3 separate regions of the Sus scrofa genome follow, and all the other regions are linked to region 3. Evidence: chromatin contacts called from public Hi-C and HiChIP or PLAC-seq data. All regions are on one chromosome and are shown on one strand. Each heading gives the region's core, a stretch centred on a gene start, on an enhancer-like site or on the middle of the called end of the contact. The rest is flanking DNA. Distances are from core to core; before and after follow the strand shown. Region 1 holds the start of SH3RF1 (E3 ubiquitin-protein ligase SH3RF1). Region 2 overlaps SH3RF1 (E3 ubiquitin-protein ligase SH3RF1). Region 3 holds the start of CBR4 (carbonyl reductase family member 4).

Evidence for each region. Hi-C and Micro-C count contacts between places; a contact is called where the count stands out from the background. HiChIP or PLAC-seq counts read pairs in DNA pulled down with a chosen protein or histone mark.
Region 1: an H3K27ac HiChIP or PLAC-seq map of skeletal muscle shows a contact between it and region 3. The contact joins the promoter of SH3RF1 here to the promoter of CBR4 in region 3. A contact is called at or near these places in 2 of 5 promoter capture datasets (fetal skeletal muscle and liver), 1 of 47 Hi-C or Micro-C datasets (skeletal muscle) and 1 of 2 datasets of contacts at active chromatin or transcription factors (skeletal muscle).
Region 2: a Hi-C map of embryonic fibroblasts shows a contact between it and region 3, with 2.7 times the contacts expected there. The contact joins the enhancer-like site here to the promoter of CBR4 in region 3. A contact is called at or near these places in 2 of 5 promoter capture datasets (fetal skeletal muscle and liver) and 4 of 47 Hi-C or Micro-C datasets (embryonic fibroblasts, liver and skeletal muscle).

What each region holds. Positions count from the first base shown.
Region 1 is chr14:20,418,660-20,423,314 of Sscrofa11.1, forward strand. It overlaps SH3RF1 (E3 ubiquitin-protein ligase SH3RF1), which reads left to right and starts at 1,959. Exons shown (of 12, transcript XM_021072854.1): 1 at 1,959-2,091; 2 at 3,505-3,992. The coding sequence starts at 3,600.
Region 2 is chr14:20,436,509-20,441,345 of Sscrofa11.1, forward strand. The region is part of intron 2 of SH3RF1 (E3 ubiquitin-protein ligase SH3RF1); the gene reads left to right. Among named protein-coding and RNA genes, the nearest start is that of SH3RF1, 18 kb to the left of the region's middle. Within about 2 kb of position 2,368, at least 25 of the 83 cell types and tissues checked have an H3K27ac peak or open chromatin away from gene starts, as enhancers often do. A contact at or near this core is called in embryonic fibroblasts, where this site is marked.
Region 3 is chr14:20,620,040-20,624,704 of Sscrofa11.1, forward strand. CBR4 (carbonyl reductase family member 4) reads left to right here and starts at 1,921. Exons shown (of 5, transcript XM_001927085.6): 1 at 1,921-2,207; 2 at 3,801-3,921. The coding sequence starts at 2,066.

The DNA of each region.
Region 1 (4,655 bases), core at 709-3,208, 200 kb before region 3:
TTTTTTTCTTTTTTTCGGCCGTGCTTGCACCGTGGGCCAGGGATTGAATCCGAGCCACAGCAGTGACAATGCCCAATCCCCCACCCACTGCACAACCAGGGAACTCCCTCCGGTTCTGTGATGATGGGTCTGACTGCAGATGTTCTGGCCTGGAATTTTAAGAGCTGCACCATTCCACCCAGGACCTTGTGCACTGCTCTCCAAATACAATAGCGGCCTGGAGTTTCCTTCACGGCTCAGCGGTTAACAAACCTGACTAGTATCTATGAGGACTCAGGTTCAATCCTTGCTTGGTGGGTTAAGGATCTGGCGTTGCCATGAGCTGTGGTGTAGGTTGCAGATGCGGCTCAGATCCTGCGTGGCTGTGGCTGTGGCGTGGGCTGGCAGCTATAGCTCCTATTCAAGCCCTAGCCTGGGAACCTCCATATGCCACAGGCATGGCCCTAAAATGACAAACAACGCCTCCCCCCAAAAAAAACCAGTGGCCAAATAACAAAGTAAAATGTCATTTTCCTTTGGTCTCCAGAGTCTTTACCTCATTGAGTGTCACTCTTCCCTGGGGAGGACACACACAGTGTGTTCAGGTTTGCCTGAGGTGACCTGAGAAAGAGGAGCTTGGGGTGGTGGGAAAAAAGCTGAACTTGGGATCCAGGTATACAATTGCATCTTGGTCCAGCCTGATTGATTTTGTGACCTGGGGATAAAGTGATCCTATTTGAGTTTTGGTGTTAATAACTGTAAATGACACATAATAATATTTATCTGTTTAATGCCTGTAACCTTCTAATAAACCTCCCCTCCATCCACCTGCTGGCGGAAACTAGAGGTGTGTGGGCTAAGACATCACTTTCTAAGGGCCTTGTTTGTAGATTATGGGTTAAAAATGCTCTGTTCTGCTCATTGCTCCCCTTGTGTTTCTCAGCTCAAATGTACGTGTTCTAATGGAGGGGACGTGGGATGTCCTTTCTGGCATTGAGTACTGGCTGTGAGCATATTCATCCAGGAGAGCAAAGCCGGGGAGGGACGCATATGGGGGTGCAGTGAGAGCTGGGCTACTCCACCTGGCTAGCAGGTGACTGCAGACAGTGAGGGAGCCATCACTGTACCTGTCACAGCCTTTCCTTTCTCAGGGGATTCTCATTTGTCTTGAATGCTTTGGCTGTGGGCCTGGCTGGAGACCCAGAAGATCACTGACTCCCTTCAAGGTGTCAGGTGCATTGGTGGCCTGGCAGCAGCTCCTTTAAACGGGTCTCTGTCACCCTTTCTCCTTATTTTCTGCATACGTTAGAGGACGGGTATGTGGGATAACTTTTTGTTAAGCTGATGGTAAATGCAAATAAAATGACAATTTTGAGATCAATGACAAAATTTGAGCCCGTTTGCCCTTTAAACTGAGCCTGAGAAACGATCGCCCAAATCTGTGGACGTGTTTTTTCGAAGGACCTTTCGTTTACAGGTGTGTGCCCAGCTTTACAGGTGTGTGCCCTCCCCCCCCGCCCACCGCCCTGCCCCGGAGGCCGTGGGGCCGGTTCGGGCCGGCCGGGCTGGGGAAGGGCCGCGCGGTGCCCGGAGCCAGGCTGACCCCCGGGTCCGGGGCGGGCCTCCCACCGACCCCGCCTTCCGGGTTCTGGGCCGACCCCCCGGACTCACGCTTTGGTCTGTGGCCGGGGTCGGGGCGGAGCCCGCTCCGCCTCTGCGGACCCCGCGCGGCCACCGCGTCCCCCTCTCGGCAGCTCTCGCAGCCTCGGCGGCGGCCGCCCCTCCCCTCCTCCTGGGACCTCTTCCCGGGCCGGCGAAGCCCAGACGCGGGAGGCTGGCGGGAGGCCTCCCCTGCTCCTCCTCCTCCCTCTCCGCCCTCCTCCCTCCGCCCCCTCCCATCCCCCTGCTCCTCCCCCTCCCATCCCCCTGCTCCTCCCCCTCCCATCCCCCTGCTCCGCCCCCTCCCCGTCCCTCCCCTCCTCCTCCCCCGGCCCGGCAGGCGGCGGCGGCGGGAGCGCGCGGTTGGCGAGCAGAGCCCCGAGCGGCCGCGGCGTCTGAGGCCGGCGAGCGGGAGAGCGCAGGGCGTGCGGACAAAGAGGGCGCCGCGCGGAGGTAGGACCCCGCCCCCGACCCTCGGCCCCTAGCCCCGCGCCCCCGGCCCGGGCTGGAGCGGGGCGGCCCGCCCCGGGTCCCTGCGGCGGCGCGCGCCCCGGGTGCCCGGCGGACGGACCTGGCGACGCTGGGCTGCGGGCTTTTCCAAGCCCCCGAAACTTCCCGCGGGCTTGGGCTCCTGTCCGGCCGGGCCCGGGGGCGGAGGCCAGGCGGCGGATGTCCCCACCCGGCCCGGCCCTGCCCTCCCCTCCCTTCCGCTGGCCCCAGCGCGGGGTCTACGGGGGCGGCCCCTGCACCAGCCCCGGGGCGCGTCTACGCCGGTAGTTCCCGGCACCTGGCCCCAGGCTGTCTATGCGGGCGACCACTGCACCATCCCTGGGGCGCGTCTACACGGGTGGTTCCCAGCACCTGGCCCCGGGGTGTCTATCCAGGCGGACACAGCACCAGCCCCAGGGTGTTTATACGGGCGGCCTCTGGCACCTGGCCCCGCGGTGTCTACGAGGCCCGCCTCCAGCACCTGGCCTCGGGCGCGTCTACGCCGGCCGCCCAGCACCTGGCCCGTCGTCCATAAGAGGCCCCCACCCCGGCCCGGCGTCCACGCGGGTCCGCAGTACCTGCGGCGAGCATAGGGGCGGCCTGGCCCCCGCCCAACCGTCAGGAGTGGCCGTTCCTGCTGTCGGCCACCCGGTTCTCCTGGGCATGTCTACATATAACCGGGGGTGGAGAGAGCAGTGCAGGGTCTGGTTTAAAGGCTTTTTCCTGAATGGCCCCATTTTCTTATTATGCTCACGATTCCCAGTACAGCATTCCATTCTCAAATTCTTTGGGTGATAATTTTGCCAGGTTTTCTGAATGGGATTAGCACAGGCTGTTCAGAAATGGTTTCAGAGTTTGTCAACCGCTGCCCGTTTCAAGGCCAGACTTAAGTGCGTCCTTTAGAATTGTCAACCTTCATCTTGTTTTGGTTGGGCAAGATTTAAGTCTTAGGACCAGTGAAGAAACATATGTATTTAATATTGGGATCACTTGCCAAAAGCGAATCACACCAGAGTGGTTTCTTAATCACTAAAGTGGCTTAAATATTGGGCACCTGGTTGGATTTGAAAGGAATTTCAGTTAAAGGCTCACTTTCTCATGCCATTGGAGGACTTTATACAGGCAGCAGATAGCATGTTGAGAACAGAGGAAATTGTTACTGCATTTCATAGATCCTGTTTGCTGTAGGGATGCTCAATGGGGTTTGATAGCCATTTCTGCACAGGAACCTAGATATCTTTACAGGTTAATTTTGAATTGCTTAGAAAGCCTATTCTGTGTTGAACTGCTGACTTTGGAGTACACTTTTGGTTCCTGGCTCTTCTGTGATGATCATAGGACTTTCTGTCTTCTCTTCTTGGGCTGTGACGACTCCAGAGCAGCGTCTGACATGGATGTTACATGAATCGCTCTCAGGGATGCACATGACTGTGCGCGCTGCTGGAGCCGTTTCCTCGTTGAATTAGGTGAAGATGGATGAGTCCGCTCTGCTGGATCTTCTGGAGTGTCCCGTGTGTCTGGAGCGGCTCGATGCTTCCGCCAAGGTCTTGCCCTGCCAGCACACGTTTTGCAAACGCTGTTTGCTGGGCATTGTGGGTTCCCGAAACGAGCTCCGATGCCCTGAGTGCAGGACCCTGGTTGGCTCAGGCGTGGAACAGCTCCCCAGCAACATCCTGCTGGTCAGACTTCTGGACGGCATCAAGCAGAGGCCTTGGAAACCTGGCCCGGCCGGGGGCAGTGGCACCAGCTGCCCAAATGCAGCGAGGGCTCAGGGCAGCGCTGGGGCCAATTGCAGCTCGAAAGACATCCAGGGCTCCCAGGGGGCACAGCAGCCAAGGGCGCAAGCCTGGAGCCCCCCAGTGAGGGTGAGTAGACCGCGACCTGGTGTGGCGGTGGCGGTGCTGATGGTCATCCTTATTCTTTGTTCTTTAACTGCATGTTTTCTGAATCAGCTCATGGCTAAAGAAGTCACACTTACTGGAACAGGTAGGAAATAATGCCTCAGGAATTTTTTTTTTTTCGTTTTGGAATGAGCTTGGATTGAAATTGGATACATTTTCTTGTTTTTAAAATTCTATCGTGGTGGTTGGTTTCTATTACCTGTTAAGTTAAATTTTGGGAGACAATGGCAATTATTCAATGAAATCTAAAACACAGCTGTTTTTTATGCTGATTTTAAAATGAAGATTTGGTGTGGTTTTACCTTTTTGATGGAGATGGGAGAGCCATGATTGTATGTGTGTGTGTATAGCTATGTATACATGTTATAAATATATGGGTGCATAAATCCTAAGGAGGAACTTGAGCTTTAATTTTTACGTTGCTTGGAGCCATTCTGTTGGTTTTATGAATGCACAGCACAGAATTTTCTGGTTGGAGGAATTCTTAACAAATCATGGCCACAGGTAGCAGAGTTTTGTTGCTGTAGCAACAAAATGTCATTGAGAGCTGAGCTAAGACAGCAGAGAATCCAGCTTTTTATGTTGGGTTTATAGGGAGTGAAATGAATTGTTCTCATCAAAAAGCTT
Region 2 (4,837 bases), core at 1,118-3,617, 180 kb before region 3:
ATCCATTCGTGCAGTGCGCATTTCTTCCCCATGCTTGCATTGAAAAGTCACCATTTCTGGGACATTACCAGACCCACAGAGATATTAAACCAAAGAATAGGTAGGTGGGTTAAAGAGATATTAAGCCCAAGATTAATTTTCAGCTTGATACTTAATGGCAATCTTCCCAGGCAGTTGAGTGTTGCCTGACAAGTATGCAGAGTTGCCAGTTATTGGCAGCTGTGTGCTGGATAATGCAATTTGCGAAGTTGGGAGTTATTAGATCACCACTGTCTACAGTAGCTTTAGGTTGAAAATAGTAGCGATTTTAGTTGGATGGCAAAGTCACTTTTAAATGGTCTGAAATCATTTTAGGAGCTGATTCTGTGGATTTAAGAAAGTAAATTCTGGACCATTGGACCTTGGGGAAAAATATGTAACAAGATGTGTGTGATCTTCAAAGAGCGAGGTAGTGTTTTAGTAACATTGTATTCTGTTTGTTGCATCCAGGCTAGCAGAGAAGGAATTCCTTATGTTCTCAAAGAACTTGTTTTGCACTGATATCACCCTCTGAAAAAGGAAGCTGTGATATGTTTCATAAACTGGAAAACTCAGCATGCCCTAAAATATGAAAATGCAGGGCTTCCTTTTACATTCGAAGTACAGCCTGAAACGTCAGGCTTATTGCCTTCCTTCCAGGGTTCCCGTGAACGGGAAAGCAGACTCCCGGCCCTGTAGACATATAATCTCTCGATTATAGTCTCCGAAGGATAAATACACTTATTTGGCTCAAACACACATATCAAAGGTGATCTGAACAATAACATATAGTTTTGATGAAGGAATATGTTGGGCTTTTCTTTAAAGTTTGAACTAAGGATGACTCCCCACACAGTTTTGTTAATAAAATAAACAGGGGCTTTAAGACTGGACTCTGCAGCCTTAAATCATTCACAAGTAATGCAGCAGTTTTCTGGACAGATTGTGTTTCCTCACAAGGAAGGAAGCCACCTTTGTTCTGAGTCCCAGACGCATTCCTCACAGGTGAGGCCACCTGGTTCCTTTCAGGAAAGGGTGCTGTGGACCCTCCCCTGCATTCCAGCCCCCAGTCCCAGGTTCCAGAGCAAGGCTTACAGGTACCTGTCGATGAGGGGATTTTGAAGGACGAAAGCCCACCCCAGGGACTTGGTGAAGCATGAACGGACAGTAAAAGACAGTATGCTTCTGTTTTTCAAATAGCCTGTTCAAGGACAAAGGACTATTCACTCCTGGATGACTTTCATGTGGTGACAGTGAAGGAGAGGATGGGGGTCATTTCGTTTTGTGCTTGATTTTCAGGCTGCTTGACTGAGACCATTTGAAACCTTAGTTTTCAGTTGTTCCAGACTAGCAAAGTCACCGAGGGACGTGGGCTTGGCGTGTTCATGTCTTTTTCCTCGGGAAGACGTTTAAGAGGTAGCTCCCACCCCTGCACAAGCTAAAGAGGGAAGGCGTTTCGAGAGTGTCAGGTTAAGCTCTGACTAACCCACTGTGTCTCCCAGAGTCCCTGGCATTTCCGGTCCAGGTGACTTGATGCCTCTTGTTCAAAACTGCTCCAAGGTTATTCTGAAGCCCGGTACCTGGGTCCTGCCCTTTCTACCCCCTTATCTGTGCCACGCCCATGTCTTTTGCTCCAGTCACACAGGCTGTCCTGCAGTTTACCTGCCCTCAGCCCTGTCTGGAAGGAAGAGCCCCTTTGGCTCCCAGCTGTGAGGACCAGAACTTGCATTCATTTATTTCAGCTTGAATACTGCCTGGTGCTTAACAGGCCCTCAGTAAAGAATCAGTTAAGTTCACAGATTGGTGAATGAGTTTTACGTAAGGTATGTTGTTGGTCTTCATTACACTGCAGACCTCATGTTGAAAAAATGTGGCAAATGGGAAAATGATTGTGACTCATTCAGATGTTTAAGTTGGAACCGAGAACTTTTCTAGATGAGTGAATTAAAGTGTCATACATGCCTATTTGGCCATTCATTGTGTATTGCTTTGTTTTGTGAGGATAAATGTGGAATGATTGAAAAAATAATCTTTGCCACGAGCCCTTTTGTTCAACCTAAGGGATGAGCAACGTGATTTCAGACGATGGCAGCGCCTCTGTTTTTAGCTTTCGGAAATGAATACAGCTCTGATCACTGATGGTGCTTCAGTTCCTGAGCTGTGCCGACTCCCAGAATACAGATAATGAGGGTGCTGGGAGGGGCTCTTTTTCACTCATTTCTGCAAGTCCTGTGCCTCACATGCCCGGGGGTGGAGAAGCGACATTGTTTTCCATCCCTGCAGCTGTGTGAGGAGTGGGTGGAAACACCTAGTCATCGCAGCTGTGTCGTGACTCTGGCGAATTGAGTGTATGATGTGACGGGTATAGAAAGCGGCACTCAGCCACCCTGTTCCCCTTCACAGAGTCACACTGCCGACTGTTGGGCCAGCTACTGTGGGTTAACGTCAGAAGGACCTTTTCTTTTCCAAGTCTGGTCGTGGCTGTATGTGTTTGTGTCACATCAGGGCTCATGGAGTGGCTCCCATGGGCCCTTGTGTCTCACTGGTGGCTGCACCAAACTCCATGAGCTGCCTCTCTTTGTGATTTGGGGAGTGGCCAGCAGGGGGTGGGTCTTTATGCTTCCCACTTCCTGATGACTCTGTGCTTCTGCACGTACTGGGACAGGGCCCACTTGCACCTAAATTTAGAGGATGTTCCCCCACTGCCCAGTGGAGGGGGAGATCACTGGGACTTGGCAGTGCAGATTGTGCTGGTGTCCCATCAGGTGTCACAGCCCCTGCCAGGTGTGCAGCTCTGAGCCTTTGCTGGGGCACATGGCTGCCTCCCTCTCCCATTTCCACCCCCTGTGGTCAGCTCCAGGGTGTCCAGTACCTGCAGGAAGTTCATGACACTTCCTGGGACAGATCTCCTCTTGGGCCCTTGAGTCTCAGGACGGCAGAACTGTTCTCTTGGCCCATGCGGATCACATTTGGTTGGGGGTGCTTCTCCCACCCCTGCAGGGAGCTGACCTCAGATCAGGGGAGCTGCATCCACTCCACCTGCAGGCCCTCCTGGCATGCTAGGCACTGATGGTCCCTGTCCTGGGTGGGGCCCCTCCAGCCTCACTGTGGATGCTGCTGCCATTCGTTCCCTTGGCAGACACTGCTTTGAGAGGCCATCCCTCAGCTGATCTGGTGGCCACTCCTGCCCTCCCTCAGGCCAGCCTCTTCTCCTTTCCCCACCTGCTTCCCTCTTGTTTCCCCTTTCTGTCCCTCTGCCCTCTCCGGCCTGTCTCCAATTCCAGGATTTGAGCTGTTGGCCTCAGTCATCACGTTTTCCCAATTAGCCCATCAGGCTTTATTCTGTTAAATAGCCCTTCATGTCATGTCTTGTTTTTCCTTTTTAGGGCCACACCTGTGGCACATGGAGGTTCCCAGGCTAGGGGTCACCTAGGAGCTGCAGCTGCCGGCCTACACCATAGTCACAGCAATGCTAGATGCGAGCCACATCTGCGACCTACACCACAGCTTACGGAAATGCCAGATCCTTAACCTACTGAGCAGGGCTAGGGATTGAACTTGCATCCTCATGGATACTAGTCGGGTTCATTACTGCTGAGCCACAACAGGAACTCTTTGTTTTTCTTTTTAAATTAAAGAATTTTACACAATTTTTAAAAGTTACTTTCCATTTGCAGTTATTACAAAATGCTGACTCTGTTCCTCGTGTTGTACCCTATACACCTTGAACCTCTTTCACACCCAGTAGTTTGGACCCTCCTGCCCCTCCCCCTCCCCAGGTAACCACTAGTTCTCTGTATCTGGGAATCTGCCTCTTTTTCTTTTTTTTTGGATGTTACTGGGATGGGGTATAGTTGATTCACAATGTTGTGTTTTAGGTGTACAGCAAAGTGAATCAGTTATATATGTGTTCCTTTCTCAGATTCTTTTCCCTTACAGGTCATTACAAAATATTGAGTAGATTTCCCTGTGTTGTACAATAGTTCCTTGAGAATCTGCTTCTTTTTTGTTACATTCACTTGTTATTTTCCTTGATGTCCTTTCTCAATTCCTTCAGCACATTTGATTTCATGGGTAGAACAAAACCAGGGGAGAGTGAAGCACATGGTCAGAGGTGACTTTCTCCAGACTTTAATTTTCCTGCAAAAGGAAACTTTGTCTTTTTCCAGCTCCCTGTCTAGGTGAAGAGCTGTGTGATTATCCACATCTTCCACCAGCAGTCTTGCAAGATGGTCACATTTGCCAGGGAATTATTTTATAGATGAAAAAATTTGAGTTGGCTTTTAGTTTCAGAGTAAAATAATTGCTAGTTAAATGACTTACATTAGTGGATCAGACCCAGTTAATGTAAGCGTGTGCCTCTCTTAAAATAAAAGTTGAAAAATTGAATTTGTTCCTTGGTAATTTGATTTGTAGGAAGTGCGGAACAAAGGATTCCAAACAGGGCTTTTAAAATCAGCACTAATTAATTGCGTGTGCAGATGCACCAGGGAAGATTTGGAGGCAATTAGTCTCATTATGTTTAAAATACAGTTGCGCGCCTAAATAGATCACCACACCCGCAGGCCTGCCTATCTTTTTCTACTTTCTCCTTTAGGCATCTAGTGAATTTTTTGGCCATTAAGCATGACCTCGTCAGAGTCTGTGGAGCAGAACAGAGTGACAGACTGTAGAGGAGTGGCATTGCACACCTCCAGCTCGGCAGTAAGGCTGTTCAGCAGCCTAGATGGGGACACTAAGATGTGCTGGGGACAACTTAGGTTCTCTACCCACCCCCCCTTGCCTTTTTTTTTTTTTTTGGAAGTCTGCGCTCTCGCTG
Region 3 (4,665 bases), core at 671-3,170:
AGTTTACATTCCCATCAACAGTGTACAAGAGTTCCAGCACTTGTGGATGCTTGTTATTATTTTTTATAGTGGCCATCCTAATGGGTGTGAGGTTTTACAATGTATTTTTCCAAGCCCTTTTAATCTGCTTTGGATTCAGGTGGGACAAAAATGATGTTCAATTTGCTTAGCGGTTTTTTGTTGTTGTCGTTGTTCTTCCCCTGCCTTCATTCATCTGCATCCAGACCTCAAATGCAGCTTCTCCATGCATTTCTCCATCCTTCATTGACTTCCTTTTCCTCTGAGCTCTCCTGTTAAGACGGTTTTGCATGTCGTGATTTTGGATTATTCACTGGTGTTCACCTGTAGTTGTCCTGTTATCCCAGGTGGTCTTCTTTTTAGTAGTAGGGACCATGCTTTACACTTTCCTGAAACATTTAATACAGTGACAATGTCTCAAGTGTTATTGTAACAAACACTAAGCTTTCAGCTTATTAATCCTGAAAGCACCCAGCACGTCCTCTTCAGTACTGCAGGAACCTATTTTTCTTTGCAGCATTGGAGGAGGCTCAGTCCTTGTGCTTTGGATCAGGCAAGACTATTCATTCAGTTAACATTTCTTGAGCTCCTCCTGTGCCATCCAGACTGGGTCCCTTGCTTCTACCACACCTCTCTTTCAGATGACTGGTGGGCCTAGGTGGGAGAGGGGTGCTAAGACAGGGTCTGGTATGAGTCTGACCCTTGTGTCCCTGCTCCTTCCATGGGGAGGACACTGGGGTTTGATATGAGGCTGACCCTGGAGCTACTCCTCCAGAGAGGCAAACTTTATCCCTAAAACTGAGTTACCCTGCTGAGCTCATCAACCTATTTATCCAAAATGTTACTCCTTTCCTTGTCCAACACCTGTTCCCCTCAAGACTGAGAAGAATCAAAGAAAACAGAAGATTGAAACTGAGCAGCACCCTGTGGGGCCCTTCCAGGTATAAAAGCCTTTCCATGTCACCCATTTCTTGTTTGTAGGAAAAAGGTTTTCAGCCTCCTACACCTTCGGATTCATGCAGCTCCTGGTCAGGAGAGTAAAGGGATGCAGAAAGAACCGACAGTTTAGGACCGGGTAGCATTGCGGTTCCTTCTCAGGGGATGGGCATAATAATCAGATGCACATCTGAGTTTTTCTGCAGGAACTAAGGTTCCTCCCACCCAGGTGGAGGTTGGTCACTTAAGGCTGAGCTCAAGCAAGTGGACCCTAGACTAGTTGGAACCAGAAGACTTCCAGATTAAGGTTCCCGCAACACCACCCTACTACCTTACCACCAACCAATCAGAAGAGGGTTACCCCCCCCCCCCACTCCCGTCAATTCTGCCTATAAACAGTCCTTTCCTGAAACCCACGGGAGAGCTCAGGTCTTTCCAGCATGATCCAATTCTCCCTCCTCAGCCCTGCAATAAACCTTACTTTGATGCAAATTCCTAGGTTTTGGCCCGTTAGACCTCACAGTGCGCCTGTGTCCAAACTAAGCTGGACAACGGTTGGGCGGGGATCTGCTGCGGGCCTGATTCCTGCCCCCATTCTCCGCCAGACACAAACTCAGAGGGTATACCCTGGGTCCTAATGAGGTGATCCGCATGTCCCAGCTTGAGTTTTAGGTGGAACATCCCGCACCCAGGGAGTTCGCAACCCCGCTCAGCTGTAAGAGGTAAGAGCTGGTTCCCTAGAAACGGTCCCGACGCCCACACCAACTGCATGCAGAGTAGCCCAGCTGCCTCCAACGCCTTGTCCCCTAAAGCACCGCGACCACGTGGTCTTCTCCTGCTTCGAGACTACAAGTCCCAGCATGCAGCGCAGGCCGTCTCTGCACCGCTCCCGCGGCCCAGCTCTCAGGCCAGTATTCGCGTCCTCAGAAGGCGCTGCGTCCCGAACCCATGCGCGCTGACGTCGACGCGCTGACGTAACGCGCCGACGCTGCGCTCAAGGAGTCTTCGCTCGCCCGGCAGCAGTTTGACTGTGGGGGCGGCGCTTCGGCTTGTGAGGGTTGCTGCGAGGCCGTAGGAAAGGCAGCCCCTTGCAGCCTCCTCCCGGTCCCAGATGGACAGGGTGTGCGCCGTGTTCGGAGGCTCCCGGGGCATCGGCAGGGCGGTGGCCCGCTTGATGGCCCAGAGAGGCTACCGACTGGCCATCGTCGCCCGGAATCTGCAAGGAGCCAGAGCCGTGGCTGGGGACCTGGGTGGTGGGTACCGACCGGATACGCCCCGCTTCCGCGCGGCGAGTGTGCTGCAGCCGCAGCGGATCTTAAAGGCCCCCTTGAGCGCTCCCCTCCACCGTGGTTAGGTCCCCCGTGCGGGCGATGGGAAGGGCACGGCGCAGGCGCGCTGCGGTCTCCGTGCCTGTTCGGTGCGCGCCTGTTCTTGCGCTTTGCTGCGCGTGCTCGGAGTGGGACTCTCCTGGTCGGGTCTGTCCGAGCCGTGTCCCGTCCTTTTCTCTGCGTCAAAGCGTTTACGTAATTACGCTCCCTCCATGACCTTTACAAAGGGACAGTGAGATTTGTTCCGTCCGATTCTGATAATGCGCTCAAACTCCATTTTTTTCTATTTGTTAGGAATGGGTTAGCAGTTGCTTTGCAAATTTCAGTGTCTGGGTGGCTGGGAGACGGGTGTTTTGACGGCCCAGAGCACGCAGTTGTCTGCTGAGTTAGGAGGGCGGCCGGTGCAGGTGCATCTCGTTCACCTGGGAACGGGGCACCTGTGCAGCGACGTCACCGCTGGGCTCACCCAAGTGTTTGCGTATTAGAGTCTATAGGACACTCGGGAGTCGTAGACGCGGGAGAATCTCCGCGATGCTTCCTGCTGCAGTCATTACAGTCTGGCCCTGGGGCGAGCACGCGCTGGCCCTACGGGTCACCCAGCCATCAGTGAGGCTGTGCTGGGTTCCAGGGTGGTGCGGGGCCCAGCACACCTTCAGGTGAAAGCCGAGAGTCAGTGCTCTGGGCCTTGCATTTCCTTGAATTGCGTGGTCCAGGAGTGATTGGTTTTCACCCAGAAAGTGTTGCTTCCTGAGTGACTTACTGTCTCCGAAGATTTGAGGAAGTAATTTTAGTGTTGATATATAAGGCAAGGCTAGCCAGAAGATAAACAATTATTTAGTTTTTTTTTAAACTACATTTTAGAGTGATAAAATGGTACGTTATTAAGTAGAGAAGACTTTGAAGTGTAATTTTTTGTTGGTATTTAAATAGTTCACAATGAACATTTTTAAAAGAACAGAGTTGTTTTTAGTAAAAAGTTGTTTTCTTTCATGATTTGTAGTTTTAGAATTTTTTTTTTTTTACAGCTTCCTGTTTTGTCTCATTTCTTCTAATAGGCTTGAATAACAGTCATTATATGTGCCACAGTTAAAACAAAAAAGCCCTAGAGTTTATCTCAGGGCCAGGAAACCAATTCAGCAAAATGTAACTGAATTAGACATTAAGTTTCAAAAAAAGGAATATAAAACTGAAAAAACTGGTGCATGGGGTCAGTATCAATGGTATAAATATTATTAGATGAACCATACAAAGTATTTACAAGAAAAACATTCTCCCCTCATTTTTTGATTAAAAAAAGTTTTAGGATTTACAGTCTATTGTATTACTTTATTTCTGCTCCCCCCCTCTAGTTTATTAGAAGAATTCCATGAAATCTGGAGTCCATGACATAATCATCTTTTGTCTCTAGGTTCTGGATAGAACAGGTCTCACTCATAGTAGATGCTTAACGAATGTGTGTTGAATACTTTCTAAATTCAAGTTATAATTCATTAGTAATTCCAGTCTAATCTTATGTAGGAGATCATTTGGCACTGAGCTGTGATGTTGCCAAGGAACAGGATGTTCAGAGTACCTTTGAAGAGATAGAGAAAAATTTAGGTCCAGTTAATTTCTTGGTTAATGCAGCTGGAATTAACAGGTTGGTCATAAAGTTAAGTACATTTCTAATATGTCTTTTTTTCCTAGTATGTCTTTGCTTAATATGAGCATTTAATATATATTAACTTGTTTTACTTGTAATTGGAAGAAAAACTATTTTAAAACTTGGTCTGTCAATCCACACACTTTTTTCATTCTTTTCTTTTATATTGAGATTATAGTAAGTACAGTTCAGTTTCAGCATTGTAATCAACAGTCATGTTGAGCTGCAGAATTTTTCCAGAACTCCAGCAGGCTCTCCATTTCTTCTCAGTTAGTACTTCCTTATAGATAACCGCTGTCCTGAGTTCTGTCACCACATATGTTTTCTTAGTTAATATGAGTGGAATCAGATTGGCATTCTTTCCTTTTTTTAATGAATTTAGGACAGAACATTTAGAATATTTGGTATAAAAATTTTCTTTCTTTTGCTCTTTAGGGCCGCCCCTCTGGCATATGGAAGTTCCCAGGCGAGGGGTTGAATCAGCCACAGCAATGTGGGCTCTGAACCCCTTATGCAACCTACATCACAGTTCATGGCAATATTGGATACTTAACCCACTGAGCTCGATGAACTGATATCCTCATGGATACAAAATTTCCACTCCAAAATTTTCTTTCTAAGCAAAACTTAGTATGGCACTTATTACGTTCTCTCCTGGTTTGGCTACATAGCACGACTTTCAGTAGTTAGGGATGTGTACCCCTCTACCTGGGTGGTAGGCACCTGTCTTTAAATGGGTCC